Regions from separate parts of the Mus musculus genome. Here regions 1, 2 and 4 are each linked to region 3. Evidence: chromatin contacts called from public promoter capture Hi-C and targeted proximity ligation data. All regions are on one chromosome and are shown on one strand. The core of a region is the stretch at or near the end of the contact, and the rest is flanking DNA. Distances in the headings are between cores, read along the strand shown.

What was found. Promoter capture Hi-C pulls out the DNA fragments that hold promoters and counts their contacts.
Region 1: a contact with region 3 is called in a promoter capture Hi-C map of embryonic stem cells, with 4 times the contacts expected there. A contact is called at or near these places in 2 of 39 promoter capture datasets (both in embryonic stem cells), 4 of 130 datasets of targeted methods (embryonic stem cells, large pre-B cells, neural tube and 1 more) and 1 of 9 other capture datasets (liver).
Region 2: a contact with region 3 is called in a targeted proximity ligation map of pancreatic cancer cells. A contact is called at or near these places in 6 of 39 promoter capture datasets (the 3T3-L1 cell line, cranial neural crest, hippocampal neurons and 3 more), 1 of 130 datasets of targeted methods (pancreatic cancer cells) and 1 of 9 other capture datasets (adipose tissue).
Region 4: a targeted proximity ligation map of pancreatic cancer cells shows a contact between it and region 3. A contact is called at or near these places in 3 of 39 promoter capture datasets (neutrophils, pre-B cells and second pharyngeal arch cranial neural crest) and 2 of 130 datasets of targeted methods (microglia and pancreatic cancer cells).

The regions. Positions count from the first base shown.
Region 1 is chr19:4,267,967-4,271,084 of GRCm38.p6, reverse strand. It overlaps Ssh3 (slingshot protein phosphatase 3), which reads left to right and starts at 1,852. Exons shown (of 14, transcript NM_198113.3): 1 at 1,852-2,070; 2 at 2,500-2,540; 3 at 3,107-3,118. The coding sequence starts at 2,005. It overlaps Ankrd13d (ankyrin repeat domain 13 family, member D), which reads left to right. Exons shown (of 15, transcript NM_026720.2): 13 at 1-119; 14 at 200-291; 15 at 536-905. The coding sequence ends at 749.
Region 2 is chr19:3,574,350-3,577,111 of GRCm38.p6, reverse strand. Ppp6r3 (protein phosphatase 6, regulatory subunit 3) reads left to right here and starts at 1,363. Exons shown (of 24, transcript NM_028999.1): 1 at 1,363-1,471. n-TAagc9 (a tRNA gene) reads right to left here and starts at 849; the gene lies at 777-849.
Region 3 is chr19:3,984,857-3,988,023 of GRCm38.p6, reverse strand. Acy3 (aspartoacylase (aminoacylase) 3) reads right to left here and starts at 1,454. Exons shown (of 8, transcript NM_001302479.1): 1 at 1,413-1,454; 2 at 1,073-1,201; 3 at 719-973; 4 at 101-293. The coding sequence starts at 954. It overlaps Gm52386 (a long non-coding RNA gene), which reads left to right and starts at 2,263. Exons shown (of 3, transcript XR_003952881.1): 1 at 2,263-2,885; 2 at 3,089-3,167.
Region 4 is chr19:3,667,588-3,670,500 of GRCm38.p6, reverse strand. All of the region lies in intron 1 of Lrp5 (low density lipoprotein receptor-related protein 5), which reads left to right. Among named protein-coding and RNA genes, the nearest start is that of Gm36672, 18 kb to the left of the region's middle.

The DNA of each region.
Region 1 (3,118 bases), core at 603-3,102, 280 kb before region 3:
CCGAGGGATACAGTGTGCTGGGTGCTGAGCGCAGCGAGCCCCTTCGGGATGAGGATGACGACCTGCTGCAGTTTGCCATCCAGCAGAGCCTGCTTGAGGCAGGCACAGAGGCAGAGCAGGTGGGATGCAAGTGGAAGGTGGGTCATGGCCTCTACAGCCACAGGCCCAAGGTGACAGTTCTGGGCTCTGGCTGCTGCAGGTGACGGTGTGGGAAGCCCTGACCAACACACGGCCTGGCATTCACCCTCCTCCCCGAGTCACAGTGTTTGAAGAGCAGCTTCAGTTGGAGCAGTGAGTCCCTCAGGAACTGTGTGTGGGTCCCTGGCTGCTGGTGATGGGTGGGAAGCCAGGGAGTTCTGATCCAAGGGCTCCATGCCTTCACATGGCAAAATGCTGCTTACCGTGGGGAGCATGAAGAGCCAAAAGAGGGCCTGCTTGTCTCTGTCCCTGACACCTTGTTCTCAAAATTGCATGGGCTTGGCTCCTCCCCAAGCCTTCTCACTGGTCTGCTCTCCCCTCAACCCTTACCCTGAAGGGCCCTGCAGGAAAGCCTACAGCTGTCCACAGAGTCCAGGGGTCCAGAATCTCCTCAGAAGACACCTCCATCCCCTGCACCCCCAAGCTTTGAGGAGCAGCTTCGCCTGGCCCTGGAGTTGTCTTCAAGGGAACAGGAGGAGTTGGAGCGACGGGGTCAGCAGGAAGAAGACGACTTACAGCGGATCCTGCAGCTGTCACTCACAGAGCACTGAGTTGCCTGGCCTTGGGACGGCTCCCCAGGGCCATGCCTTCTGCCTGGTTTTGTAATTTATTTATTTATAAACTGTCTGCTGCTGAGCTTGGGACCTGGGCACTGAAGATAGGCTAGCAGTGAGACTGAGGTGGAAATAAAGAGACCATCAGCAGTAGGCTTGCTGTCCTGCGTGGTCTGGAACCAAGGGGACACTGGATGGGGTTACTGATGGGTAGTCCTCGCTGGAGCTGGCACTGAGCAGCTTTGGAGCCTCCATTTCTACAGCTAGAAAATAAGACCACTTCTCACGGGGCAGGAGTTCCTGGAGATTCTGAAATTTCCCTGGATGCTACCCCAACCCCAGGTTCTGCCTGCCACCCAGCCTGATGGTCCATACTCCCGCTGGGCTGGGTCTTCCTATTCTACCTACTGGGGGAAGCTCCCACCTCATCCCCAAAACTCAGGCACAGGTTCCCCCTGTTTCAAGTATTTTCTACCAGAATGAACCTTTAAGCAAGTCACTCTCTGGGGAAGGGGCTCAGCCCTGTCCTAGTCACCCCTAGGGTGGACCTGAAATGCGTACAGGTATTGGGGACTATTGCAAAAATTCCAAAAAGGCCTTCTGTTCTCCCAGATCTTCTCAAGAGTAGAGGAATGACAGCCAAGCAGAAAAGAGAGCAAGTTTGGAATGGGGTGGTAGATTTAAGACCCATTGCCTCCCAGGTATGGTGGCGCATGCCTCTAATTCTAGTGCTTGGGAGGCAGAGGCAGGTGGATCTCTGGGTTTTAGGCGACTTGCTCTATATAATGAGTTTCAGGTCTGTCAGCTACATAGTGAGACCCTGTCTCAAAAACAAAACTGTTGCCCTTGCTCCTTCCTTTCCAAGAAACCATAGCATAAACCAAACAGTGGGGGTCCAAGTCTTACTGGGTGCAGCAAGAAGGGTTGAAAGCCTTCTGTGGGCAAAGCGACCAAAGCAGGGAAAGTGAGGTCTGGGCTCACCTGCGCCACGCCCTTGACCACGCCTCTAGCGCGGTCGGGGCGGGGCAAGCTGAACCGAGACCGCAGGGGCGGGGCCGCTGTCGCTCGGTACCAGCTCTACGCGACCAGACTGGTCATGAGTCGGGCCCTTTAAGGGCCGCTCCCGAGGAGGTGCCAGGCCCTGGTGGCTCCAATCTCTTCTTCCTGGTTGTGCGAAGGCAGGGACTGACCGTAAGGCTGAGGGAGGGGTCGTGCCGGGTGTTCGCCCAGGTGTTCCGGGCCTGCCTACCTTATGGCGCTGGTCACAGTGAGTCGCTCGCCGCCGGCAAGTGGCCACTCCACGCCTGTGGGACCCACGGTGAGTTTAGCTTGGTTTTACGCTCTTACAGTTGGCTGCCAAGGTAGGCCTTAGGGAGCAAGTCCTGCCCCTAGCAGACGGCTGGGAGTAGGCGGAGGGGGACCTTGAGTCTCACGTTTTAAGGCACTTGGGAGGCCCTGAGGCTCCCAGGAGCTCGACGTAGGTAGATGCGGAATCCTGAGAACCGCCCGGGTCTGTTGAAGCCCAGATCTGCCCAAATACCTCCCACACTCTGCAACCCCCTATCCTTGCAGCACTGCTGTACCTGGACTTAGGCCGGGTTTCTCTGGGGCCTGTTGGAGGGGAGCGGCTTCAGAGGAAAGAGATTTCTTTTCCACCTAGCGCTCCCTTGTAGGAAGAGGAGAGGCTTTTGGGTGCTTCCTGTCCTGGAAGCTGCTCTCTTACTCTATTCCCGGGCTGCTTTCTCAGCAGGACCGAGTGGTAAGACGCAGAGGCCGGCTCCAGCGCAGGTGAGTTCTGTCTGACAAATGCTTCCTTATAGCCTGTGGCCTAGCTGCTGCCATTGTGGACTCCTGATGTCTTGCTTGGACCAAGGACTCACTTAAGTATTGTCAGATAAACTCATGCTTAGGTGGGAGGCAGATGCTGTGGGTGGAGCTGGCAAACATCACATCTCTGGCTTGTGGAAGAACCAGCATGGTTAACTTAGCCCTGGCCAGTAGATGCTTTCACACATTACCTGGACCTTGGCTCGCCCAGTAATCCCAGGACCAAGGGCAGGATGGGACCTGAAGGAGTATAAGTGCTTAAACAAGTTTATAGCATCTGAGTCCACCCCGAAAAGGAACACATTCCAAAGGTGCAAAACAAGGTGAGGAGGAGCCTGAGAGCCCAAGGCTGGCTCTAGGTGCCTACCGCTATCAGGGTCCTGGTTACAAAAGTGCAAACTGTGCCTCACTCCGGCCCATCTGACTCTGGAGAGCGGGCCAGCAGCCCACTTCCGCCAGCCAGGGGACTCAGCCTCCCTAAAGTTTGAAAACCTATGACCTGAACCATGTCCCCATCGCTCTGCCAGGCAGAGTTTTGC
Region 2 (2,762 bases), core at 114-2,613, 410 kb after region 3:
AACACCCTTCCCCTCCCTGCTACCAACACCCCAGGGATTTAGAGCTCTGTCCTGTCCTATGACTTACTACTTTCCCAAAAGAGTCTGTCCCTTAGCTTGATCACCTTGGTCACTTGCTTTCCAGATGGCATGGGAAGGCCTGCTTCATGAAAGACTTCCAAGACTCAGAGACTTTGTTGACTATGGTGGCCAGCTGCAGCGTGCCTGAACTTATGGTCCTGTCCACACTGAACCAGGCAGATTATTCATAGGGACCCAAGGGGAGCACCTTGGTATCTTTTCCTGTTGCTGTGATAAAATATTCTGACAACAGCAACTTTAGGGAGAAAAGGTTCATTTTGTCTCACAGGTCGAGGCCAATATGGCAGGGAAGTCAAGGGAGCAGGTGTGGGAGTCTGCCCGTCACATCACATCACATCACATCACAACCAGCCAGGAGGTAGAGAATGCTTGTGGTCAGCTCAGTTTCACCTTTTTAGACAGCCCCAGGAGAATTAAAAACCAGGATTAGCCATGACAGTGGTTAAGTGCAAGACTTGAGAGTAGGGACCCTGATGTCCAGGACCCCAGTTCTGGGGCAAGGTAAATGTGTAGTACTATACGTATAGGACACTAGCAGTTGGAAGAAATTCATGTGTAAAATTCTTCTCTGTGACAAAAGATACAGCCTGGTTTCCTTTGTATTAAGAAACCTTACATTTTGACCCCATTTTCAGGGATGCCACTCTACTTTGTCTGAAGTAATTTAATTGAAGGTCTTCGATAAAACTATGCTATGGAGAATGCGGGCATCGATCCCGCTACCTCTCACATGCTAAGCGAGCGCTCTACCATTTGAGCTAATTCCCCAGCTATAATTAACTTCCGTCGCAGGTTGTATTGTGACTCACGTCATCACCGGTTTTCCCCCCCCCCTCGTCCCCCGCGGCCGTTACCCCACCGCCTGCTGTCATTGTGTTACCCCATTGGCTTCTTCGCATCCGGAGCTACACAGCCGGGATTGGTTTGGTTCATTTGTTTTAAACTACATTGACTATGCGGATTGGTGGTCCCAAGCGTCTGTCACGCGAGGCCCCGCTGTTGCTACGGGGCAGAGGGACCCAGCCTAAGCTTCTCCCAATTTCTGACTTGTTTCTCAGACTCCGGGGTCTAGAGGTTCCGGATCCGTCAAGACCATGGGAAAAAGAATGCGCCTCTCGCGTTTGACTGACAAGACCTCAAAGCCAATCGAAGTGGAGTCGAGGGAACCGCTGGGCGGTCCAATAGGTTGTGGGGGGCGGGAGAGACAAGCCAATGATCCGTGTGAAGGGGCGGGGTCTATCCTGTGATTGGCTGCGGGGCGGCCGGAGGGAGGGCGGGGGTAACTCAAGGCCTGCTTGATACGTCCGCCATTTTGGGCGCTTCGCTGATGGTGTCGGTGAACCTTTTTCCCGCCTGAGCGCGACTAACTGCGGGTCTTGGGCGCCTCCAGGTAACTCAGGGGAGGGGGCGGTGGCGCGGAGTGTGCGGGTCGCGCGGGCAAGCGGCCGACCGATCGTGGCGGTGGTCCGGTCCCGGCGGCGTGGGGAGGGAGCGTCCCGGCCCCTTTCCCCTCCCCCCCGGAATCGGCAGCTTCGGCGGCCCGGGAGGCGGCGTCCAGTCCTGGCCAGGACCGGGCCGCCCGCTCCTGTCAGCCGGGCCGAGCGTTGGCAGTCAGCCGAGCCGACTGCGAACTTTGGACGCCGAGGTGACTCTGGGCTTGGCTCGGCGGGAGCCCAGGCGAGGCGAGGCGCGCCCCGAGCCAAGTCGGGGGTCCTGGGCGAGCTCCCCGGCTCCCGCGCCCGGGCCTTCACAGCGACTTCTCGGGATCTCCTGGAGCTTGTCAACTCGCTGGAGAGCTTCGCGAAGGCTTTTGTTGGACTCTTGTCCTCTGAGAAACAAGTTGTGTGGGTTTCTGGGCATTAGCAGAGTCATCGGAACACACAAAAACCAGTTCCGAGTCTCTCGGGGCCATCGCAGTGAATCTTCATCCTCCGCCGTTGAGTCTCTCTTTTATACAGACGCGGGCATTGGAGATTCCCTGGTGTTTTGGAGCTGAAGTGAGGAGTTACCCTTCTTGTGGCTTCAAGCACCTCGCTTTTAAAGCTCGGCTCACTGTTAACTTGGAGGTCTTTTTCTCCCCAGTCCCGTTGTCTTTCATTAGAACTTGGACTTGAAGTTGTAGGTGGGACAGAATGAGTGGTCTCGGTAGCTCTGTGTCTGTACTTCTCCACCGCATGTCCTACTGTCATTTGCCGCCTACCTGCTGTGGTCTCTTTAGAATGGGCCAGAGCTTTGTTTATGTTTTGCTTTGGCTTGGGGGAGGGGACACTTAGAAGGTTTCCTTGCATCAGAGCACTTGTTAATATGGATACTGTTTCATTTTCTTAAGTCAAGTTTACTTTGGTTTTTGCCCTCAAGGTCATGTTGCAGTTGACACAGCCCGTAAGAAAGGAACTTAAGATCTCCTTCCACTAAAATGTTCCTTGAAATTGCAAGGTGCAAGATCCCTGTTGCCAGTGGTGTTTGAGCTTTCTTATGGGCCACCTGAAAATTACATCTTCCTTTGTCACTTTCTAGTCCTGTGACCTTGGGCGAATTAGTCCTCTTTGCTGCCCCTGTAACCCATGAAAATAAGTTTGTTTCATAAGTTTATCTCATGTTAGGTCCCAATTTTATCTAACATGTTCATATTAGACTGTAACTGAGTATATATGTAAATATGTTAGCACAAAGCAGCTAGA
Region 3 (3,167 bases), core at 205-2,704:
CTTTTCCTTGGTTGGAAGGTTAAGGCGAGCCTGGAGTACCTCAGGTGGCACTGGTCCCTCTGCCCCCTCCCCGCCCTCCTTCCTGCCCCCTAGGGACCACCTGTAGGTAGTGGCACAGGTGCAAGTTGAAGGAGATGTTGGATTCAGAGATGAGGCAGACTCCAGTGTTTGCTGTGGTGTTGTGCAGGTCTAGGGTAAAGTCAAAAGCCTGGCCTGTGCCCTTGGGACCCAGCAGCTGGTTCAACTCTCGGGCTCTTTTCACTTCATAGGGGTCATCAGGGGTAGCGGTGGAACTGTGGGGAAAGGAATGGGGGACATCAGTCCCCATCATCTCAGTCTCCCTTTCCTTGGCTAACTTCTCACCTTTGGTGGGGGAGGGGGGAGATTAGCTGGATGCCACCTCCTACAAGAAGCCTTCCCTGACTTCTCTTGGTCAGGCTGGATGCTCCATGTAGTCCCACCTTCACCCCAGTCTTTTTCTGTGCCTCCAGTAACCTGAAGCTGACATGTTGGTCCTGTTCCCCATGTATGTCTCACTTCAGCTGGTAAGAGTCTGGCCTACTGGGCAGACTTCCTGGAAGAGGTGACATTGATCTGGATCTCGCTAAACCATATGGTCATTGAGAAAAGACAGAGATGCCTTGCTAGCCACTGTGACCAGTCTGTAGGGATGCTAGTACCTGGCTGTGGACCGGCCAGCCTGGCTGAGGGTACTCACCCAAGGAAGGTGAGGGTGCAGGAGCGGTTGAGATCACGGTCCAGGTAACGGCAACAGGCAGCTGTGGCTGCTGGGTTGGCCAGAACCGGCATGGCTGAGAAGCTGGGTCTCTGCAGCTCCCCTGGGTTCTGTAGCCAGTACCGGGCCAGGTAGACACCACACATCTCATTCCCGTGGGTGCCTCCAGTCACAGCCACACGGAGCAGGGGCTCCCGGGACCCAGGTAGGGAGGACATCTCCCAGTGTGGGGAAGAACTGCACAAGAGATGTGGAATCTAAGTATCCAGAGCCTGAACAGTAGGGTGAGCTCCCCACAGAAGAGTCTGAGGCAGGGGGATGCCAACTGTGACCCACCTGTACCCAGAAGCCAAGTTCAAGACACCAGCAGCCAAATTTTTGTTCCCCCTTGCAACCTCAGTCCCTCTTCTGGAATGTTCTGAGGGTGAGTGTCGCTCTCCCCACTTTTCTCTCTGAGGACCTAAGCTGAGAAGGGGGACTCAGACATTCAGAAGGTCGACTGTTCCCACCCACACGACTGTCACCACAGAACTATTTTATAGATGGTAAAGCCAATGCCTAGCTTTCCAGGGGGAGAAGACTGTCACCCCCTAAGCTGTGCAGCAAGTGTCTGGATTTCAGGCCACCTCTGCACCCTCCTCTGAACTGGTCGGGAGCCTCTGCCAGAGCCTCTTACCTGCTGGTACGAGCCTGGGCTTCCCTAGGCCACAGGCCTAATGTGTCCACCCCCTAGGAGGCTGTATTTATAGGCCCGCAGGTCCCAGGCAGGAAGTGTTTGTTCCAAGTAGGCGGAGAACTGGAGGCGGGAGGCTGGGCTGGGAGCCAAGCAGCCAAAGTTCGCAGGGCCCCACCCCTATCCCCTAAGCTCCGCCCCCACTCCCATCAGCTTAATGGGTCCAGGTCTCTGGGGCAGGTTCCTGTCCTTGCCCTCTCCTCTTTCCCCCGGAAAAGGGACAGTTTTACTTGCAAGGGTCTCTGGGGACTTCTGCTGGAAGCTGCGCTTGCCCAGAGATTCCTGACTTGGAACCATGTCTCCCAGTCCTCAGAAAGGACTTGGCTTTGCACTGATGAGTACTGGTGGTCCACTGCTTGGTCCTTTAAGGGTAGACAAGGCCTGCCTGGTGTCCACTCCGATCCATGCAGAGAGGTGCTTTCCTTGAGGCTACTTAAGGCAGACAACAGTGGGCAGTGACTTGATTTTGGCCACAGCAGCCCTGTACTTTGGGGGCCACCGGAAAAGGAGTCCTCTTCCCTGCCACCTTCCCCTGCACCGGCCTGTCTTTGCAGCCCACAGCCACCTATTTAAAGCTGTGATCTATGAGGTTCAAATCTTACAGCTCACTGATGCTTCAAACAAAACCGCAAAATGTTTTGCCTGGTCTTTGTGATGGCCTTCAAGGACACTGTAACTGAAATGACTTTGTTTACTCTGCTTTGGAAAACAACCCTCAGGCCCAGTCTACAGATGTGGAAACTGAGGCTCAGCAGAGGAGCAAAGGGTACACTGAACACAGGGGACAGTTGGAACTGGAAGACAGAGTGATCCTTTCCATTCCCTGAGACCTCCGTGGGGGTCCTGGGGAAGTCCTGGTTCCCTGACCCTCAGCTGTCCCTCCTACTGAGCTCAGCTGTCCTCTGGCAGGAGGCAAGCACTGTTCAGAGGTCGCTGAGGAGAGAGGCAGTGAGCCATGCAGCCCACTGAACCATCGGATTAACTATGCCTACTGACTGCACTTGGCCTCCAAGGTCAGGCCTTGTGTTTCAGGATGTCCTGACATCCGGCAGGAACTAAATCACTCTCGCTGTAGGTCCAAGCTTACAAGACAGTTTGGACATTCTGGGTGGCAACCTTATCAGAGCTGCTTAGATCACACTCTAGCCTGAGTCTGCTCTCTTACCCTCCCCCACCCCATGGCACTGTCACTGTGGGGACAGTGGAGCCCTGTGGCTCACCTTTGTTCTCACGAGGCCTGCCAGCTGTCCTTTGGCGAAGAGCTGGAAGCGTGCAGTGTGGCCCTGGGCGCCCTTTCTGCAGTCTGAGGCGTCAGCGGAGAGAGGGTCGAGACCTTCCTAAAGCCTATGCAGAAGGCCATGAATCTTTTGTCAACAGCTCTTGGGGCTGTTTACCAAGCCCTGCAGGTGGCAGGGGGTGAGTACCCTGTCTCCTTCAGGGACCCTGCCCTGCTCCAGCCTGAAGCCTTGATGGTCAGTCTGAAGCCCCCCCCCCCCAACCACCACCACTCCAGCTGCTGGGGTCCTGATGACTCCCATAGGGCCTTGCAAATAGGAACTGCTTTGCAACTTGGCTGTTTATGGGGGGTGGGAGGGTTCAGCTTCCTTCCTTCCTGCCAGGAGGTTCAGCTCTGTGGAGGCCACAGTGAGTTAGACCCCTGAGGAAAGAGATGGCTTCTGACAAGCTGTGTCACCTGGA
Region 4 (2,913 bases), core at 26-2,525, 320 kb after region 3:
TTTATATGCGTGAGTGTTTTGACTGCATCTGTGGCTTTGCATGACTGGATCCCTTGGATGTAGAGTTACATGATTGTGAGCAGTCGTGTGGGTGCTGGCAATGGAACTCAGGTTCTCTGGAAGAGCAGCTGGTGCTCTTAACCCCTGAGCAGTCTCTCCAGAAAACACTCCCCCTGTTTTTGAGACAGGATCTTATTAGTCCACCTAGACTGTCTTGACTTGTGATCCTGCCGCCTCAGCCTCTGGAGTGCAGGGGTCGTAAGTTTGAGTCCCACACCTAGTTCTCTAATGAATCAACCTAAGTGTTGTGGAGAGACAGTCCCCTCCCCCACCAGGCACCTGAGTCCTCTGGGCTGAGTTGCCCCAGGTGGTACTTTGCAAGGTTCCTTGCCTTTATTAGGCCTCAGTCTTCTCATCTGTAGCACAGGTGACTGCAAATCCACCTCCTATGGGGACTAAGGACCATTTGGCAGATAGCAGTCTAGGAAGGCGGGCAGGCATGGGATCTGTGGGGGTCAGCAAGCCAGGACCTGCCCCAGAACAGAGCCAGACTAGAGCTTCTCTCTGGATTTCTTCAGTAGGGAGTTTGGGTTATCCTTGGGTCTCTGCACAGTCCGTGTGTCCTGGTGTCCATAACAGGCACTGTGGGAAGGGCTCCTGGGTTCTTCTGCATCCTCACCAACTTCTGGACCTGCTGCCCCTGAGGCTCCAAGACAGCTAGAGTCCAGACTCACATAGAATCCTCCAGGCACGTCTGTGCCCTGATAAGCTTGGTTGAGGCCAGAAGGCCAGGGGCTAGAATTTCATCTCTACGCCCCCAGAGATGGTTTGTGTCTTTCCCTTCATTGTTTTTGCCTGTCCATTTGGCCACATGGTGGACAGAATTGTCATTGGATCCTGAGTTGGCGCCTGTCACCATTTTGGGCGGTGGCCCCTGTGCCTTGGCACCTGGGTTCCCACTTTTTTTCCAGGAGCTGTGGCTTGTTTGAAAGCAGAAACTTGCAAGTTTGGCTCAATAAACAGACTTTGGAGAGCGATGATAAGTTTCGCGGGTTTCTGACTCGTCTCTGCACTACTTAAAGGAAACAGGCGCTGGTACAAAGGTAGGCTTGTTTCTGAAATCGGTTCTCCAGTTTCCTCTCCGAGGACAGAACAATGTGATCTTTGTGGCCACACGGGAACCACTTCCCTCTCTGGCCCGCAGGGGAGGGCCTGGGCCATCCCACCTTCTCCCACCTCCGTGGAAATGCGTCAGTGCCAGCTAGCTGGCAGGTCTGACTGACTGTTGCAGGGTTGGCAGTAGTTCTCAGGGTGTGGCACCGAGGCACCACAGCCTGACTGCAGCTCCAGTCCTGGGTCCCTAAGTTCATCCTTGCTGAATTCTTAATCTGCATCGGTCTTGGGGACACAAGGACTCTGATCTCTTCCTGACCTTGAGTGTCAGTGGCTCTTTCCCGATGCTGGGGACAGTACCCAGGGCTTCATATATGTTGAGCAGACATTGCAGTTCCAAGCCTTTGCATCTAGTGCTGGTCCTCAGTGAAAGGGGAGCCCAGGCTCAGGTCACTGTGCAGATGCACCGTATGGTGGCTGCCAGGAAAATCCCGGTGTCCACAGAGTCCACGAAGCCCGGCTGCTCAGCTTAGTTTTTTGCTAAAGATGGGTGAGGGTCCCAGGCCATATGCAGGGTAAACGTGGCACAGCAGGAGCCCTGTGCCGTTCCCAGAAGTTCTGTGTAGTTTGTGCTTGCGCTGCTTTTGATACTTAGACAGTGGTCTGATGAGAACAATTCCTGGGTGTGTGTGCTTCTTACACTAGGTGTGGTTAGTGACGATTTCCTTTGTAAATAAATGCGTCCTCCTTTGGAACACCCAGAAAACAACAGATTAAACAACTGAGGCTTGTGCTGGCCGCTGCCCAGTGGCTGAGATGGAACCACCACAACCCCAGGATGAGAGATGGGGAAACTGAAGCTCAAAGAGGTAGAGAGTGGAAGCCTATTTGCATTGTAAATGGTTTCTTTGAAATTACTTTAAGGGTCTGTGTCTCTTCTACCCCTGCAGGCACCAGGTATGTGCATTGTATATTGACATACATGTAGCCTAAACACCTGCATGTGTGTTCTCACTTTCTGTCCCCTCCTCTTGCCCCTCCCCCTCTTCCTCTCCCTCTCTCCCTCTTTCCAGATCATGAAACTCGCCAAAGGGGCCCCTGGGTTCTGCTCCTTGGTGTCTGAGACACGGTTAACGTATGTGAAACGGACCTGGGGACAGGCTGCAATGTCACAATTATCCTCTTGGGGGAGTTGTCTGATGGGCTGCTCTTCCTATATATGAACCTGAGTGGCTGTCCTGTACCTGGTAGAACAAGCCAGGAGACCTTGAGAGAAAGCTGCCGCTGTCCCAAGGAAGGACTTGCCTCCGTCAGAGTGTCCAAGCACTCAGTCCCCAGGGGCTCCGAGTGCATCTCCGTTTTGGGATTGCTGTCTTACTCTTTGCCGTGGTCGTGGGCCACTTCCGGGAGCCTGGCAGGCTGAGAGCCATGGGACCAAGATGGTGTGTAATCAGAATGCTATATTTTGTCGAAAATAAGAATGTTAGTAATGGGCTGGTTTCTGGCAAGTCAAACTGGGACTCTGAAATACATATTTTTCTCTACTCTGTCCTAAACCTTCTAATTAGTGAAAACGCACATTTGCAGACATAAATCAATGTCACGATTTGTCCTGGGGATCCCTGAGCTGGTAGCATTATGTGGTTGCTAAATTGGGGCTTTGGGAGTGTGCACATGCTTGTTTGTGCATGCACATGTGCACGTGTGTGTCAGAGGGTGAAGGTTCAGGAGAAGCTGAGTTTCCCAGAGAAGTCCTGGAACCTTTCCTTTGGGCCACCTAGCACCACCCCCCCACCTCCC